Regions from separate parts of the Mus musculus genome. Here region 2 is linked to region 1. Evidence: chromatin contacts called from public Hi-C data. All regions are on one chromosome and are shown on one strand. Each heading gives the region's core, a stretch centred on a gene start, on an enhancer-like site or on the middle of the called end of the contact. The rest is flanking DNA. Distances are from core to core; before and after follow the strand shown. Region 1 overlaps Cdkl5 (cyclin-dependent kinase-like 5). Region 2 holds the start of Cdkl5 (cyclin-dependent kinase-like 5).

The links. Hi-C and Micro-C count contacts between places; a contact is called where the count stands out from the background.
Region 2: a contact with region 1 is called in a Hi-C map of cerebellum, with 1.5 times the contacts expected there. The contact joins the promoter of Cdkl5 here to the enhancer-like site in region 1. A contact is called at or near these places in 3 of 39 promoter capture datasets (the 3T3-L1 cell line and liver), 4 of 484 Hi-C or Micro-C datasets (brain, cerebellum, cerebral cortex and 1 more), 3 of 115 datasets of contacts at active chromatin or transcription factors (VIP interneurons, forebrain and neural progenitor cells) and 2 of 9 other capture datasets (adipose tissue and pancreatic islet).

Annotation. Positions count from the first base shown.
Region 1 is chrX:160,862,583-160,870,531 of GRCm38.p6, reverse strand. It overlaps Cdkl5 (cyclin-dependent kinase-like 5), which reads left to right. Exons shown (of 19, transcript NM_001024624.2): 5 at 4,479-4,615. Among named protein-coding and RNA genes, the nearest start is that of Gja6, 40 kb to the left of the region's middle. Within about 2 kb of position 3,686, at least 4 of the 459 cell types and tissues checked have an H3K27ac peak or open chromatin away from gene starts, as enhancers often do. A contact at or near this core is called in cerebellum, where this site is marked.
Region 2 is chrX:160,991,023-160,998,971 of GRCm38.p6, reverse strand. It overlaps Cdkl5 (cyclin-dependent kinase-like 5), which reads left to right and starts at 4,291. Exons shown (of 19, transcript NM_001024624.2): 1 at 4,291-4,381.

The DNA of each region.
Region 1 (7,949 bases), core at 2,437-4,936:
AGTCTCAGTTTATAGGTGAGGATCTGGTATGTGTTTAATGTGACTAAAATGCAGACCTTCACTGACAAGTCATGTTATGCTCTTTGGCTATGTGGCGATAGCAACAAGCCAGATAGCTGGATCTAACGTTACAAAGTCTAGGCATCAGTGTAGGGATTGTGACTCACTCTCCAAAGCTCACTCACTGTAATACACCATACCACCTAAATCCCTCTGTTCAACTTAGGTTGAATGTGACTCTGAGTCCATGTCCCCAGAGAAAATTAGCTATCCATTTTAGATGTCAGTTATTTATGAACAGAAGAAATTAGCACAGATAGCACACAAGGATTATCTCAACTCATGGTGATTTGGGGAGGGGAGGATGGAGGATGCTTGTTTTCATGCAGTGTGCTATGGCTCCCAATGCTTTGCTCCTTTTTGCTTGTTTTAGAAGCATGTGTGTCGGTGGAGTGTGCGTTACTTTTCTCCATCATCTCATTATTTACTACCACACTTTTCACTGTCCATGGTAGGCTAGAAACCTTAAAAGTACTCACAGAAAGAAAATTATAGCATGTTCCAAGTAATGGTGAGTGCTTAGTGTGCTTGCACTTTGGGAATTAAGCACTTCACTTCTTGCCTGTTCCCAATCATTACAGTCTTAATGCATAAGGTTATTACTTATGGCTGGCATAAAGAGCCTCATTTTCATAAAAGGCAGCTCAAATGAGGTTGTGTTGGCACACTACACCCTAAGTGATGTTATTGTGTGTACCTCCAACCCCCAGCCCATTTGTGTGTGTGTGTGTGTGTTCCTGACAATTGAACTTAGGACTTGCACTTGCTCAGAAAGCACTCTACCACATAGGTATATTCCAGGCCCTCTTTTTTATTTTATTTTATTTTATTTTATTTTATTTTATTTTATTTTATTTTTTGTTTGGAGACAGCTTTTCAGGACATTGTCCAGGCTGGCCTTGGACTTGGAATCCTCCTGCTATAGCCATCTAAGTAGCCACGATTACAAAGTGCCACCAACCTAGTTCACTGTATGCTTCCTTTCAAAGAATTACTTATTTTCTTTCTCTCTTTATAAACATTCAGAATCCATTATGATTTTATAACTCCACTGTTAGGTGGAGCTAGTATATATGAATGGTATATTTTATCAGCTACCAAAAATCAGTGAGGCTCAGGTTTATAATCAGAAAGACTTTGGCTAGAGAGATGGCTCAGTTGTTAAAGTCTAGACTCAAACCAGAAAGACTTCAGTGAAAAAAAAATTACAGATTATTAGATGTATTTACTGATGAAAAAGTTTATAATCAGAAATACTTTACTGAGAAAAATCATAAATGATTAGGTTTAGTTACTGATGAAAGTGTAACTGCTTTGCCTAGAGTTGCATGTTGCAGCATGAATTGCTTAAAAGACAGAATCCAAAGTCTAGCTCTCCAGCTCTTTTCTGGTGTTCCTTCCATAATTGCTATTTTAATTTGGACATACCAAGGCCACCTTATCTATTAGCACAATGAAACTGTCCCAACTTGCTAATTAGACACAACACTGTATTTTTGTTTGCTTTTTAAATGCCCAGTGTGCCCAAGCATTTGATTAGAGAAGAAACGCCAGCTGTATCTACTTAGTAACCTTGTAACTCCACTCCATATAGCTTAGTGATCCTGTTACAGATTTTGTATGTAGACACATATACTGTTGGCCCTAAGTACTATTAGTTTTCTGGATTCCCCATTTTCATAGTCTAGAAACATTCAGGGTCAGAGATGAGTAAGGGGAAATAAATTCTGTCTTTCACATTACCTCCCAACTAGCCCTTTCAAAGTTTTCAAAAGAAAAATTGAAATTACTCTACTCCGAACTGAGAAGACAGAGTTTATTTGTTGGGCATATTGTTGGGCATCTCTTACCTGGTTCCCACATCTGAAGTTGGGGAGAGCTAGGCATATAGATCTCTTCCTGGGCCCAGCGCAAGCATTCATAACAGGAAGTTGTGAGTATTTCCAGTTCTGCCAAGTTGAATGTATGTTGGACAGAAGAGCTTAGTCAGTAAGCAGCCTCAATCCCAATCCAAAGGTCCAAAGTGTGAAGTGTATCCAGATTTACTTGTTGAGGGCTTGTCTGATTCTATAAGTAGGAAATTTCATACTTGACTTTATGTAATATCTTGGAGTCAAAAAATAAGCACATTGAAAACATTGTATAAAGTTGTCTTCCATGATATGGATATATGAAATGTAAATGAATTTTGTATTTGAATTTGAATCCAAATCCCAGGAGATTATTATTACACACAGCTCGCTTGCTCTCTCTCTCTCTCCGTATGTATGTGTGTGTGTGTGCTCTCTCTCTCTCTCTCTCTCTCTCTCATGTACTTACTTATTTCATAATCGAATTTCTAAAATGTTAGACACTCCTTGGTCACAAGCATTTCAGTTCAGGGACACTCCACTTGTAGCAAGGAAACTGATGAGCTGTTCCGTGACAAGAGAGCCCTGTATATTGTGGTAAGGAATGGGATGGGAAGGAGTTGTCTACTTATAGGGTCTGATAAATCCCCTTGCGGCATGAAATTTTACAACAAAACAGTGAAAACCTGAAAGAACTAGTGCCATCAAGAGCCAGGGTAGAAGACTGAAGGTACCGAGCTTAGAAAACAGGTGAAATGGCCCTCTGCTGACAAAGGTTAGGGCTGTTATTGCAACTGAAAGATTAAGATGAGAGAGACATGAAATTGGCATCCTGATATAGTTTCTGATGGAGGTTGGTGCCTTAGTGGCTGGACCACTATAGTAGTCAAGAGCAGAATTTTTGCACAGCAACATCCACAACCTTTCAAACCTGTGTTCCAGCAACCTCCAATGCTTTTCTGGCTGAAGAGTGCCTCATTCATGTAACCAGGTCACAAAGAAGTAGTGACTTTATGTTTCCTGGTTGTCATCGATCCACCAGTTCCACAAAGCCCTGTTTCTACCAACCTCTTCTTTAAACTCATTTTGAAGGGAGCTGAATGTGGGGGCTAGATAGAAAATCAGCTAATAAGCAGTCCTTACTCTGCATTTAGAATCTTTCCCTTCCCTCATCATGACCCCCAGTCAGCTTTTCCCCTTTTGGGTGCCTTTGGTAAAAAGCATGTTTTCTTCAAAGCCATAGGTGTTCTTGTCTTTGTCCCAGAACTTCCAGTTTCTTTCGTTTCAGACTTAAAGGCATGCCCGTATTTGAGGTCCCCACAACATAATCTCAACAAGCCTGGATTCTGGCCCCTAACCAAAGCCTGAGACCAAATGTGTTTTAGAATTCATCATTTTGAAGTTTTAGAATGGAAATATGGCACTCTACATAGCACTCTGTAATCAAGGCATTTTTCTATAGCCTAGACTATGAATATTCATATTAAGTGGGTTAAACAAAGAACATAAATAGTCTCATATCAATTCCATGATCCCTCTGAATGAATTTGTCACAAACTTAGAAGGGGTTTAGTTTTCCAACTAGGGATTTTAGAATTATGAGCCTGTACTCTTGAGCATACATATTAAAAACACACTACTTAGAATTTCTCAGTTACCTCTTAAACTATCATAAGTAGACAATTAAAGTAAAATCCTAGCTTCTTGCTTGTCTGCCCATTAATGTGGCTTCTGTCTCGCCTCCCTGTCCATGGAGGATATCACAAGTGAAATTGATGGTATGGAAGGGCAGATACTGGTACAGCACAGGATCTCTATCCCAGAACAGCTATACCATCTGTGATAAACAGATGGAGATGCCATGGGAAGGCAGCAGGAACCCACAGCAGCTTCTGTTCAGAGAAATAAGGCACTCTTAAGAATTTCCTATGATTTGACCATGAACTGCGGCGTCACAGATACCTGATGCACAGCCTGTGCTCACTGAGGCCATTCGCAAGCAAGCCTGAAAAAAATGAAATATTCTTTTTAAGACAAAACTTGAAGCTAACCTTAGGACATGAAGTGCTACACATACTGGACACAAAGCTTCCAGCACACATTGATGGGGTTGGCTCTCATAACCCTTTTAAACAGTTTCTTCCCCAACACAGAATGTTAGAACCAAAATGATGATGAATTCATGTGCTATGTCTATAAATCTGTGGTTTGATACAACAAAAAGGAAAATAAAATGCAAGCAAAAAAATGGGTTTGATGTGTTCAAGGAAACCTTTTCTTTGTTGTGTGTTTTGTTTGGGGTTCTTTGGGTACCTTATAGCATAGGCTGGCCTGGAACTTACCATCCCCAGCCTCAACCTCCTGAGTGCTGGAATTATTATAGGTCTGCACTAAGTCTTTTCTTTAAATTTTGTTTGTTTGTTTTCTTTCTCTTACCATGAAAATGTGTTAATATTCTATCTGTGAACATCTTAAGTAGATGATGTTGTCAATGGTCTTAAAATTCTTTGAACGGTACTTTTGAAAGCTTTCATTTATTTTCTTTCTTCACTGCTGTCTATATTCTAGAAAATGAAGAAGTCAAGGAGACGACCTTACGAGAGCTTAAAATGCTTCGCACTCTCAAGCAGGAAAACATTGTGGAGCTGAAGGAAGCTTTTCGTCGGAGAGGAAAATTATACCTGGTGTTTGAATATGTTGAGAAGGTAAGTCCTGAATGAATAGCCAGCATGCAGCCTCACCTGTTTTTTTCTGTTGTTTCTGACCTGAGTGAAGAGTGTAGTATTACTTAGTATGCCCTATCGGTGTACCCATAATCTGAGGGTATTAAATATGAAATTATCTTCCGTAGTCATTAGATGTCCTGAAATAGATTTAGGGATTTGATACAAGTTCGATGCATTCAGATGCTCTTGTTAAACAACTTCTGAAGTCTTAGACTCTATAAACAACAAGTGGTTTTCCGATTAGATTTACTTCAATTAAACATGAACAATGTCTCTGTGGGAGAAATAGGTGAATGGGCAGTATGATAAAGGACGGCAGGGTACACATCTGTCCTGGCAAGCAGGAGCTAGATCCTTCAGTCAGACCTAGGATGCTGAATGAAGAAAGCAGACGCAGTCTTTTAAGAACGGCCAGCATTCTAGCTTTCGTCGGGGAATTGTAAGGCAAGGCCTGAAGCGGCTGTTAAGAATACTAGAAAGCACTTTTAAAAGGATAACTCATTAATGAACATTTTAATATTGTGACCTAGGGGCAAAAGGTTAACTGCCTCAGAATTCCTTAAAGCACAGCTGACTGTGAGCAGCTGATTTTAGCTGCTTACATTAGGAGAGACTGCAATCAGAGGAGCCTGTTGAAGGGTTTGTTGCTATGTGAATAGGGGACTTCTGAAGTGTGCGTGCACAGCACAGATTAAGCCGGAGAGGCTTCTGTTTGCTGTGCATCAGTCCCCTGGTGAGTCTTAGGACATACGGGGCAAGAAAGCAATGGTTTGAAGAACGCTGGCTGGTCATGTGACTTTGATTTCATTCACCATTTACCCAGTATCTTTTAAATGAACAGCACAAAATAATGCCTACTAACACAATTTAAAATATATAGGACTCTTATTTTATTTCTAATATTTCTTTATTAAAAATAATTTTATATAACATGTTCTGATCGTGAGCTTTTTCTCCCTCAACCCCTCCCAGCTCCTCCCCTCCTCCTCATCCACCCAACTCCATGCCCTCTTTCCCTCTCTTTAAGAAACAAACGGGCGAGCACTAACAAGAACAACAGAAGTTTAAAAAGAAGGAATGTACACATATACACACATACACAAACCCAAGACCCATAAAAATATAAAATTAGAAACCATAATTTACAACCAAAAGACCAGTAAGAAAAAAAAAATGGCTAAACAAAGCAATACTGAGTAAAAAGTCTACAAAAATACCATTGAGTTCATTGGTGTTGGCAATCTACTGCTGGGCCTGGGGCCTACCCTTAAATGTGGTTAATATACCCAAAAAAGGCTCTGTCATTGTAAACCAGTTATTATATGCTACTTCTCTAAAATCTGTTTCTCTGTGTTTGTTTTGGTATTTCCCTATCAAAATAAAACCTTAAAAAATGGTTGTTTAAGAAAAATATTGCTGTACTAAGGTTACGGAAAGAAATCAGATTATGTTTATTTTCTAGTTAGCACAAATATGTGTGCAGTTTTCAGCTCTCCCTGGCGATGAAATTTGTCACATCTAGTATTTCACTTTGTCTTTTTTATTTCTGTTGTGTTCGTGGTGGTGGTTTGTAATAAATAACACTTTAGTATATCAACTAGAGATATCTCCTCTGTATATTCATGTTCTCTGGGAGAAGCAATTTGACATGCCTGAGTTCTCTCTGCTCACAAAGGGCGATGCTGCAGCCAGTATTATAATTTTCTGACACCGAGGCCTGGGCTGCTTTCTCTGCCCCTGTGATTCTTGAATGGAAGTTAACCATCACACATGCCCACCAGTGGCAGTGCCTGGCAATCTACAGTGAGTCCCAGGAGTATAAGGAGAAAGATGCTCAAACAAAATTGGGAGTTGTTAACTGAGACCCACAATGGCAGTGCCTTAAACAAAATAGGAATTTCTATCTTCTTCACAAACATAGACAACAGGAGCTAGCACAGGACTGAAAGGCAACTCTCTGCTCCTTTGTCTGTAGTGTCAACCCAAGCTGTCACATCCAGTTAGCTAGTATATAGTGACATGGTCACACTTGGCTGCAAGACAGAAAGGAAATGTACCCGTCATTCTGAGTATTTAAATCTGTGGTTGAAAATTGTATTCCCTATAGAATAATGAAAGGTGGCTGGAGGGTAATAGTCTCTCTGCCACTTAGGAACCTTGAGTAGAACATGAGCTGAGAGCATCATCTTTTCTGGACCATTCAGCTCTCTGTGCTCCCTTGTTCTTGGCATCTCCTGCATATCTGTTCATTGAAAAAGTGCAATTAGCATAGCGATTTTTTAAAGCTGAAAACATTCTTTCAACATTTTATTTTAACTGAAACCATAAATATACATCGAATCCTCTCTAGAGATTGGTTGAGGTGTTTTGCATATTGATCTTCTGATTAACGCTCTTATTGGCCTTTGTTGCATATGACATGCCCATAAATGCATCTTTAAATTGGAGCAAAGGCTCCAAAACCTGGAGAGCAGTCTCCATGCAAAACCTGTCAGTATTTATGCTTATCAGTGCCAGCACCTGTTCCTTACCAGTGCTGTATGTATGCCTCTCACCGTTGACATGCATTTTATGCCTCTCTTTTGTTGTGTATTTCCAAACTATTAAACACGATTTACATGTGCACAGCAACTCTCTTTTTAAAGAAACCTTATTTCAGTGGTTGATAATGATACTTAATTATATTGATTGTTGGGAGCCTTCACAACTTCTATGGTGGGTTTTATCTAGTAGTGTTTCTCATATTAGACAAAGTTGAGCAGCGTAAAAAAATACTTGTTTGGAGCTAGAGTTGTAGCTCAGTGGTAGAATGCTTCCCTAGCGATGCAAAACTAAAACAACAAATAACAGCAAGCCCAATAAGGTTAACATAAATGGATTGCGCCTCAGTTCTTTAATAATGAAAATGAAACAGCACAGAATGGCTAGGACAGCCTGCTTCTCTGCACCCAGTGAGGACAGCAGCCATGGTTCAGATGGCATATGTGCAATAGAAGGACTCTGTATATTCTTCAGTTAACTTGTAGATTTCTTTAAAAACAAACAAACAAACAAGCAAGCAAAAAAACATGTATCCTAGTTTCATTCATGTTGCTGTGACAACATATCCTCACAAAAAGCAACTTAGAGGACAAAGGGGTTTATTTTCCCTTGCAAGTGTAGGTTATACTCTGTCAGTGCAGGGAAATCACGGAGCAAAGAGCTTGAAGCAAACTAGTCTTACCATATCCACACTCAGGAGCAGAGAGAAATGAACGCATGCATAGCAAGTGCTCAGCTAGCTCTCTGCCCTTTTTGTACCATTTAGAGCCCC
Region 2 (7,949 bases), core at 3,042-5,541, 130 kb before region 1:
ATCCTCATAAGGGAAGGTATTATATGCATAAGTCAACAGGGTCACTTTTCATGTTTCATTTTAGAATAGGTGACAATGTTTTTACTTCCTTTGATAGTAGGGTAACTCTCCTGTCAACTTTCATTGTGTACAGTGGTGTGTAGTTAAGACAGAGTATACAGACACAGCTCATGTGGTCAGAAAAACTGTATTCTTTTTTTTTTTTTTTTAAGACAGGGTTTCTCTGTGCAGCCCTGGCTGTCCTGGAATTCACTCTGTAGACCAGGCTGGCCTCAAACTCAGAGGTCCACCTGCCTCTGCCTCCTGAGTGCTGGCATTAAAGGTGTGTGGCACCACTGCTCGGCTGGAAAAGCTGTATCTTAAAACAATTTTTGTTGTTGTTTTACTTTGGTTTTGATTTCTTTAGCCAAGTGTCTTAACTATAGAGCTTTAGCTCTCCTGGTACTTACTATGTAGACCAGGCTGGCCTTAAAAAGCCTAGAGATCAGCCTGCTTCTGCCACTCAAGTTCTGTGATTAAAGGCATCCCTGCCTGTTTTGTTTTTGAAACAGAGCTGGAGTTTACTAAAAGAGGCTTTTTTTTTTTTTTTTAGTGTGAGTGTGTGTGCATGTTTGCCTGTGCACAGATAAAAGTGTTGGTACATGTATGTGCCCACATATGTAGTGGCCACAGGTATTGTTAATCAGGACATATGTACTATTATTTGAGTCTGGAACTTGCTAATTAGGTTAGGCTGACTGGCCAATGAACCCAAAGATCCAGGGATTGCTGCTGCCTCTCCAGCCCTGGATTACAAACCCTTATGCAAACCTTTGTCAAGAGGCTTGGCTTTTCATGTAGGCCCTGGGAAGTAAACTCAGCCCCCCATGCTTGAGCAGCTAGCACCTTACCTACTGAGACACCTTCCCAGCCCCAAAAGGAGATTCGAAAGGTGAATTTAAACACAGACTTTAATAGAAACAGAGAAAGAATAGGGCACACTCCCAAATCGTAGACTTGAGCTTCTCAGAGGAAAGTCACTTCTTGGTTTATTTTTTATTTTTTTGAAGACATGACCACAGTTCAAGATATGTTAAATGTGCAGAAGAGCAGCAGTGTGCTAAGGAAGACACTCATGTTCCTTCGACACTATTTGTGCCTAAACTCAGGGCCTGAAGAGTAAGGCACTGAACTTGAATTTGTAAAATAACATTTCCTCAAATAGCATAAACTTTATTGTTAGTTCTTGCTTTGTTTGTTGACAAAGCGTCATTAGGTAGCCATGGCTGGCCTGGACCTTGCTGTGTAAATGTGTGTGGCCTTGAAATTGTTGTGATCCTCCTACTTCTGCCTTTCGTGTGCTGGTGTTGCAAAGTTGTGCCACCGCATCCTAATTGTTTATTTATTCATCTTCTTTTTTTGTTGTTGTTGTTTGTTTTTATGTGTCATAAACTTTGAATGAAGTCATGTAAGATTTGGCTTGATTTGAACTCTGAACAGGGCAAAACAATTACTGATGCTCCTGTCTGCCTCCAAGTATTAGCAATTCATTCATCAGGTTGATTCTTCTGCCTTGTCAAGAACCCAGGTTGTATCATGAAGTTAAGATCCAGATGGTTTTCAAGAACCTACTTTTTATTTTCCCTTTCTGTTTTTTAAAATTTTTAGTTAGTAGGTAGGCTTTGACTTAAGGCTGGCTTTCTTCTCAGTTACAAAGTGGCTGTCTGTGGCATTTGGGGTATTTAACTTCCTTGTTCATCCAGAAGGTGTGTGTGTGTGTGGGGGGGGGATATCTTTCTTTCAAACCATGGAATGCTAAGTTTTTTCTTTTAGTCTAATCAAGCCACATAGGATCGACTGAGACTAAATTAGATTCAGCCTCTTGATGTGTGAAGGGCCTGGATATCTGAAAACAGTGGGGGGTTCCATTAGGAGAGAAGGAGGCTCTGAGGCTGGTTCTCCATCTGGAAGTGGTGAGACTCTTGCTGAGACATGTGAGGATTAGAGATAATGTGTGTAACAGTATCAGGTTGTGCAAAGAGGCAAATAAAAGCAGAAGACCCCCAGTTAAATGTGAATTTCACATAAATAGCTACTCATTTTTCAGTATGTGTATCTCTTTCTACAAACACTACAGATTTATTTAGTTTGCCCAAAAGGGCGGTTCATGAAATTCTTTTTAGACAGTGATTAAAAGACTTAATCAGTCTTCTAGCTTTGTCCTGAATGTATTTGGATAGGACACATGTATTACAAGCTATTATTTGTTTATGTAAAACTCAAATTTATGGAGGCAGCCTGTGCTTTCTCTGTCAGCCCTAAATATCTGTAGAATTGCTATGGAGTAGGCATTTGCAGGGAACTATTAGTGCTCTTTTTACAGAAGAAAGGACCTCAGGTAAATGACAGCATGGTATTTCTTTAAAACACTTAGAATGTCTTATCTTCTCTCAAAAAGGGAATTAACTGAACTGGATGTGGCTCCAATAAACCAGTACTAAAAACCAGAGCAAAGCAAATGTCCTTCAGTGAAAGGCTGTGCTTGTCCATGGTATGGCTCCTTGGAAAACATCTAATACAGCTACTTAAAACGACATTGAACTTACATCTGTGGCCATTCTGTTACGGTTTTTTCCTTACCTTCTTCTCAGAGTGTTCAGATAAACCATCCTTCCTTTGACTCCAAGGCAATGCGGCTGAAATTTCTAGTACAAAGGCACTGACAGGGGGTGATAAAGCAGCGATTGTCCCAGGAATTCTGGCTCCACGTGGGTGAAGCATGAGGTCACAGCACTGTGATTTTGCAACTGGAGGAGGCAGGAGCCTCTGCAAAGCCTGACTCCATTTTCCCTCACTGTTAATTCCCTGCTCCTACCTGGAAAATTTTCTAATATGCTTCCTGAGAAAGTGGGTGCCTTCAATTGACTATGAAATATTCACCACGTTATGAAAAAGAATAATCTTGTTAGCTTGGTTTCAAGTAGACAAACCAATTGTATAGCTACCAGATTGAAGACAGGAGTAGATTAAATGGATTTTATCCAAGATATCTATTTTCTATTACAAAAAAATTAATTTCTGACTTGGTGGCATCTTCGATGTCATGCACTGCCTATTTTCTGCCCCCAAACCCGGAAAAAAAAAAAAAACCTTTTCTTTCTCTCTGCTTTCTTTTTTAAGGTGGAAATCATGCAGCTTTTCATAGATTTGTCTGCAAGGTCTTTCATAAAAGATTTTTTTCTTAGTTAAAAAAAGTGCACTGGAACTATCTCTATCTTAACCACTAGTCATCCTCATTGGAAACTCGATTCGCGGTGGGACTTAAGATCTTTTTATTTCTACTGGTGCGGCGATGACTTCATTGTTGGTTTTTTTTTTTTTTTTAACCAGCTGGGGAATCGTGTAAAGCAGAGCAGCGTCGGACTGGAGTAGAGTTGTGGTTTGCTGCTGCAGCCCCGGCCGCCACGGTTTGCACGCGTCCAGCTGCTGTGTAAGGAATCCTCGGGCTGCCAGTTCTTTGCTCTTAAGTCACCCCAGGGAATCGCAGGCTGCGAGATGAACGTGAATATGAATGTGTTTGCGCGCGCGTGCACGCACAGCTGCAACAGTTAGGAGCAGCAATGGACTTCAATATTAAAAAAAAAAAAAACCTACGACCGAGATGAGCCATCCTTCGTCCTTTATTTTCAAGTAGTGCCCGGGCTCCCGCCCGAAATGTGGTCCCCGCCCTCCACCCACTCCGCTCACTGGTCCCCAGAGAGGGAGGCTAGGATAGCTGCGCTGCAGGCAGGATTTCCCCTTTTTTTTCTACCGCAGTGACAGGTGGATTCCCGGGCCTCCTCACCCCCCTCAACCCCCGCATCCACCCCTCTCTCAGTCACGATCTCTCCCTCCCCTTATCCTATTCCTCCCTCATTTCCCCCTCCCCACGTAAGCTCGCAGCCTGAGCCCCGCCCCTCCCAGCCTAGCAGCCCAGGTTGCTAGGGCCTGGCAGGGCAACCAAACCTGGTGCCCCAGGAGGAGCATCGCGAGCGCGCATAAGCGCGTTCGTGTAGTAGAGGGCTAGAACAAGAAATCCTGGTTCTAGGATTTTGGGGGACTCGAGAACGAGCGGCGTGGGCGGGGCGCGCGAGCCCGAACTCGAGCACGAGCGCTTTCTCTTCATTGGCGCCTATTGGTAGGCGGGGCTAAGGCGGGACCTAGCGGAATGAGAGGAGTTTGCCGATTGGGCCAAATGGGCAGACGGGGGCGGTGCGATCATCAAATTAGGCTGCGCGTTCGCTCCGGCGAGAGGGCGGGGCCGGAGGTTTCGATTACTTGTCGCTGCCGCTAGGGAAGGTAAAGCGGTGACGGCGGCCGCGAGAGTGAAGGCTTCCCCGATAGAGGTGGGGGACTCGGCAGGGTGAGTAGTTGCGTCCGCCCGTCAGGCCGTCTCATGTTGGCCGTGTGTCCACTAGCTTGTCTTTAGAGAGGGAACCCAGTCGGTCCACTTAGGAGGGTAACAGAAGGGGTAGCAGCGCAGGTCCCTGCACAACCGGGAGACACGGTGAGGGAGTCCCAAGCTGGAGTCTCCCTCGGCGATCCACCACGAGTCTCTAGGGTCTTCCCGGAAGGGCTGGGGCTGGAATTTTTGGTGCCAAGAGACAGAGGGGGCTGTGCTAGACGTATGGTAGGTCGAGGTCGGACCCCGCGGGGCTCCCCTTTGCTGCAGGTCTGCGGTGTCCCCACCCCGCTGCCCCCGTGGCCAGGGCTCTCCGGGCTTGCAGCAAGGAAAGCCCTTTTCCGCTAGCGCCGAGGAGGGCCCCCCGAAACCCCCGCCCAAGTTCCCAGAGAGCCCGGGACCCGCCGGCAGCTACGACTCTCAGCCCTGGTCCTTCTGACCTTGGCTGCCCGGGAGGGTGGGCGAGCGCCCCGCCTGCAGCCCCGCAGGTTTCTGCCACCTTCCACAGGACAAGTTTCAGGCGTTACTGTGAAGTTCACGGCTGGCGTGCTGGCAGAGAAGCAGAAATTGACCTCTTCTCAGATCTTCCTACCCTTTGGACCTTCATAGAAATTGAATCCTGGGGTTTGGAACCATCTGCCAGAACGAACAGGTCCTCGCACTGACACGTTTTTCTGTTCTCTTCTCTTCTTTTCTTTTCTTTCTTTCTTTTTCTTTTGTGCCCACGTTGGGGTAAAAAATAACCTGGGCATATTTCAGTGTAAAAGCAGATCTTTCTTGGGGGTTTTGATTTTTCGCTTCACTTGAGTTAGGCATGGCACAGATGCTTGGATAAGAAAAGCCTGACCTTAGTCAGGCTAGACAGACTAGAAGGATGCTGTGATATTTAAATAGTTGCAGATCAGTATTCTGTTAACACAATTATTTTTAATTGGCTGAAATTTAAGCTGATTTTAGAAAGTATTGACACAGAATAATTTCTTTCCGCGCATCTGATTTAGGCTTGTTTGAACGTAATGGTTATGTAGGCAGTATAAAAGATTACACAAATTAATTTGTCTGAGAGTATTTGACTGGAAAAAAGAGGCATAAATATGTATAGAATATAGGATTAGGGTTTTAGGTAACATCTGCTGGAACACTTCCAGCTTGTTTGTTTCTTGCTGTAGGGTTACAAAAAAGACATTTTGACTGAGACACTTTGGAATTTATAGACTGCATAACATTTAGATGTAAATTCGTTTTTAATTCCTTTAAGTGTATTAAAATGTTTCAGTAAAATGCAGAACGGGTGTGTTTTCTTATCCCTGTATATCTGGCGTTGAAGGGGGAGTATGATCTTACATTTAACAACCCAACTAAGATTCATTAATAATAAAAACATAAAAGGCCTACCCCCATCTTTCTGAGAATGAAGATTTAAGTACCTAACGAGCCTTTTCCTTATTAAAAGAACTATTTTGGGTTGGAGCTTTTTTGGCGTTGATGCTGGAATGGGAGTAAGGAAGCCTGCAGCAGTATTACCAGTTTGACACCACCAGTGGGTGTTTCTGTTGACAAATGCCGAGAGGAGAACAGTTGAAAAGGAAATCTTTTTTGGGTGGTGGGATGGGGTGGGGTAAGGAGGGGAGGTGAGGGGAGAAGGAGCCAGAAGAGAGAAGCTGTAAAACTAAAGCTGCCAACACTGTGTGTGCTGGGCTTTGCACAAGTACAGGGCAACCTAATTAGGGAGAAGAATACCATTTGGCTGCATTAAAGACTAGAACTCCAAAAGAGGCATACTAAATAAAGTTAACCATTCCAAGAGTGTTTACTAATCCACCATGTCTGAGTACTTGGGAAGAGGGCTTCTCTTCTGGAAAGGGCATCAAATTCTTTTGAATTGGCTTGTCTTTTGAACATAGTCAGTGCAGTGGTTCATTTGTTAGGTAGAAATAGAAAGAGTTTACTGTCCTCATTGTATGGATTTAGCAGAGCTCCTAAGCCTATTTTTTTTTTAAAAATATAATAAAAAGAACTTGGTATGTTAGAAAAAATATTCAGAAATAAAATTTCTTCCCCAGGGAGGCATTATTTTTATCACTGCTTAGTCTTATATTAATGCCTTAGGGACTCCTTAAGCACCCCTGTCAGGGTTCTGATTTTGTTGTTTATGCAAGGGTCTTGGAGTTACTTAAATCAGGGATACAGCTAGTATGCTCCCTGAGGTGGTTTTTTTTTTTTTAAGGTTTCCATTGAGAGAAATTGCAGGGACATCTCATATAAATGAAGAATAGAAGGTTGACTGATTGTGAATTAAATGCATTGTGTTCCAGATAGTCTACATCTAAGAAGAACCAGACTTTACATGGCATTTTCTGTTTTGAAGGTGTAATATTCTTACACTACAAACCTTCAGTACAGAGGTGGAAAAATCCCTCTAAGTATGCATTTTCCCCCAACCTGTTTCTCCACACTGGCTAGGAATCTATGAGAGACTCTCAGCCACAGTTGCATTGTTGAAAACGACAGCAGCTCCTCTTGCAGGGTGATTTACATTTCCGTTTACTTTATAATAGAACATTGAGCTGTAGCTGAGATATAAGCTTGTAGGAAATTTGTAAAGAAGTGAGCTGGGGAATATTTTCTTATCTGTTAACATTTTCACCCTTTTCTTCCATTTTCACAGCATTGGTGGTGATCTCCTTTATTTTAATAGGATTTTAATGTTTGGCTGTTCAAAAGTGTGCTAATATGAAATTTTATTTTTGGCAGTTAGTGTGAGAGTATGATACTCTAGTATAACAAATTGATGTCAAATAATAACATGAGTCATTTAAAATGAACAAAGCAGTCCACTTGCATAGATCTGAAATAGGAGGAAGATCTTTTATATAACTCTTTAGTACAACACCAGCAAGATTTGAGATATTTAGTTGTTTTCTGATTCAAAAAGATTTTTTATTCAGAATCAGATAACTTTAGATCTTAAAGTTTTATTTTTGGCAACATCAAATTTCTTGACAGAGGAGAAGATAAAATGTCAAAGGTCGCTCACCAGCTGATAATTGTGTCAGGACCACATATTTCAAATTAAAAAAATAATGCAAAATCAAGACATTTAGAACTGGAGCTGTAACTCAGGCAGAGTCCGTGGCTTTGAATTGGCTCCTTACAGAGGCAAGTGGGAAGGTAGTCTGCATTTAAGCTCTCTGTATGAGCATCCACTTTGCTTTCAATCTTAAAATCTTTCCTTTTTGTTTTTTTCATTTTTTTGATAATTAATTTTTTTAGCATTTGGATTTTTGTTTTTTATTTTCTTGAGATAGGGTCTCATTTTTAATTCAGGCTTTCTTGGAACTAACAGTGTAGCCCAAGGTGGCCTGGAACTTGTGGCAATCCTCTTGCCTCGGCTTCCCAGGTGCTGGGATATGTTTGGTCTAGATTTAACATTTTGATATTTTTTTTTTTAGAAATTCCCCTTTATATGCAGCAGTGCATGCATTAGTGAATTATTTAAATGTGGAGTCTCATTTCTCATTTAAGTTTA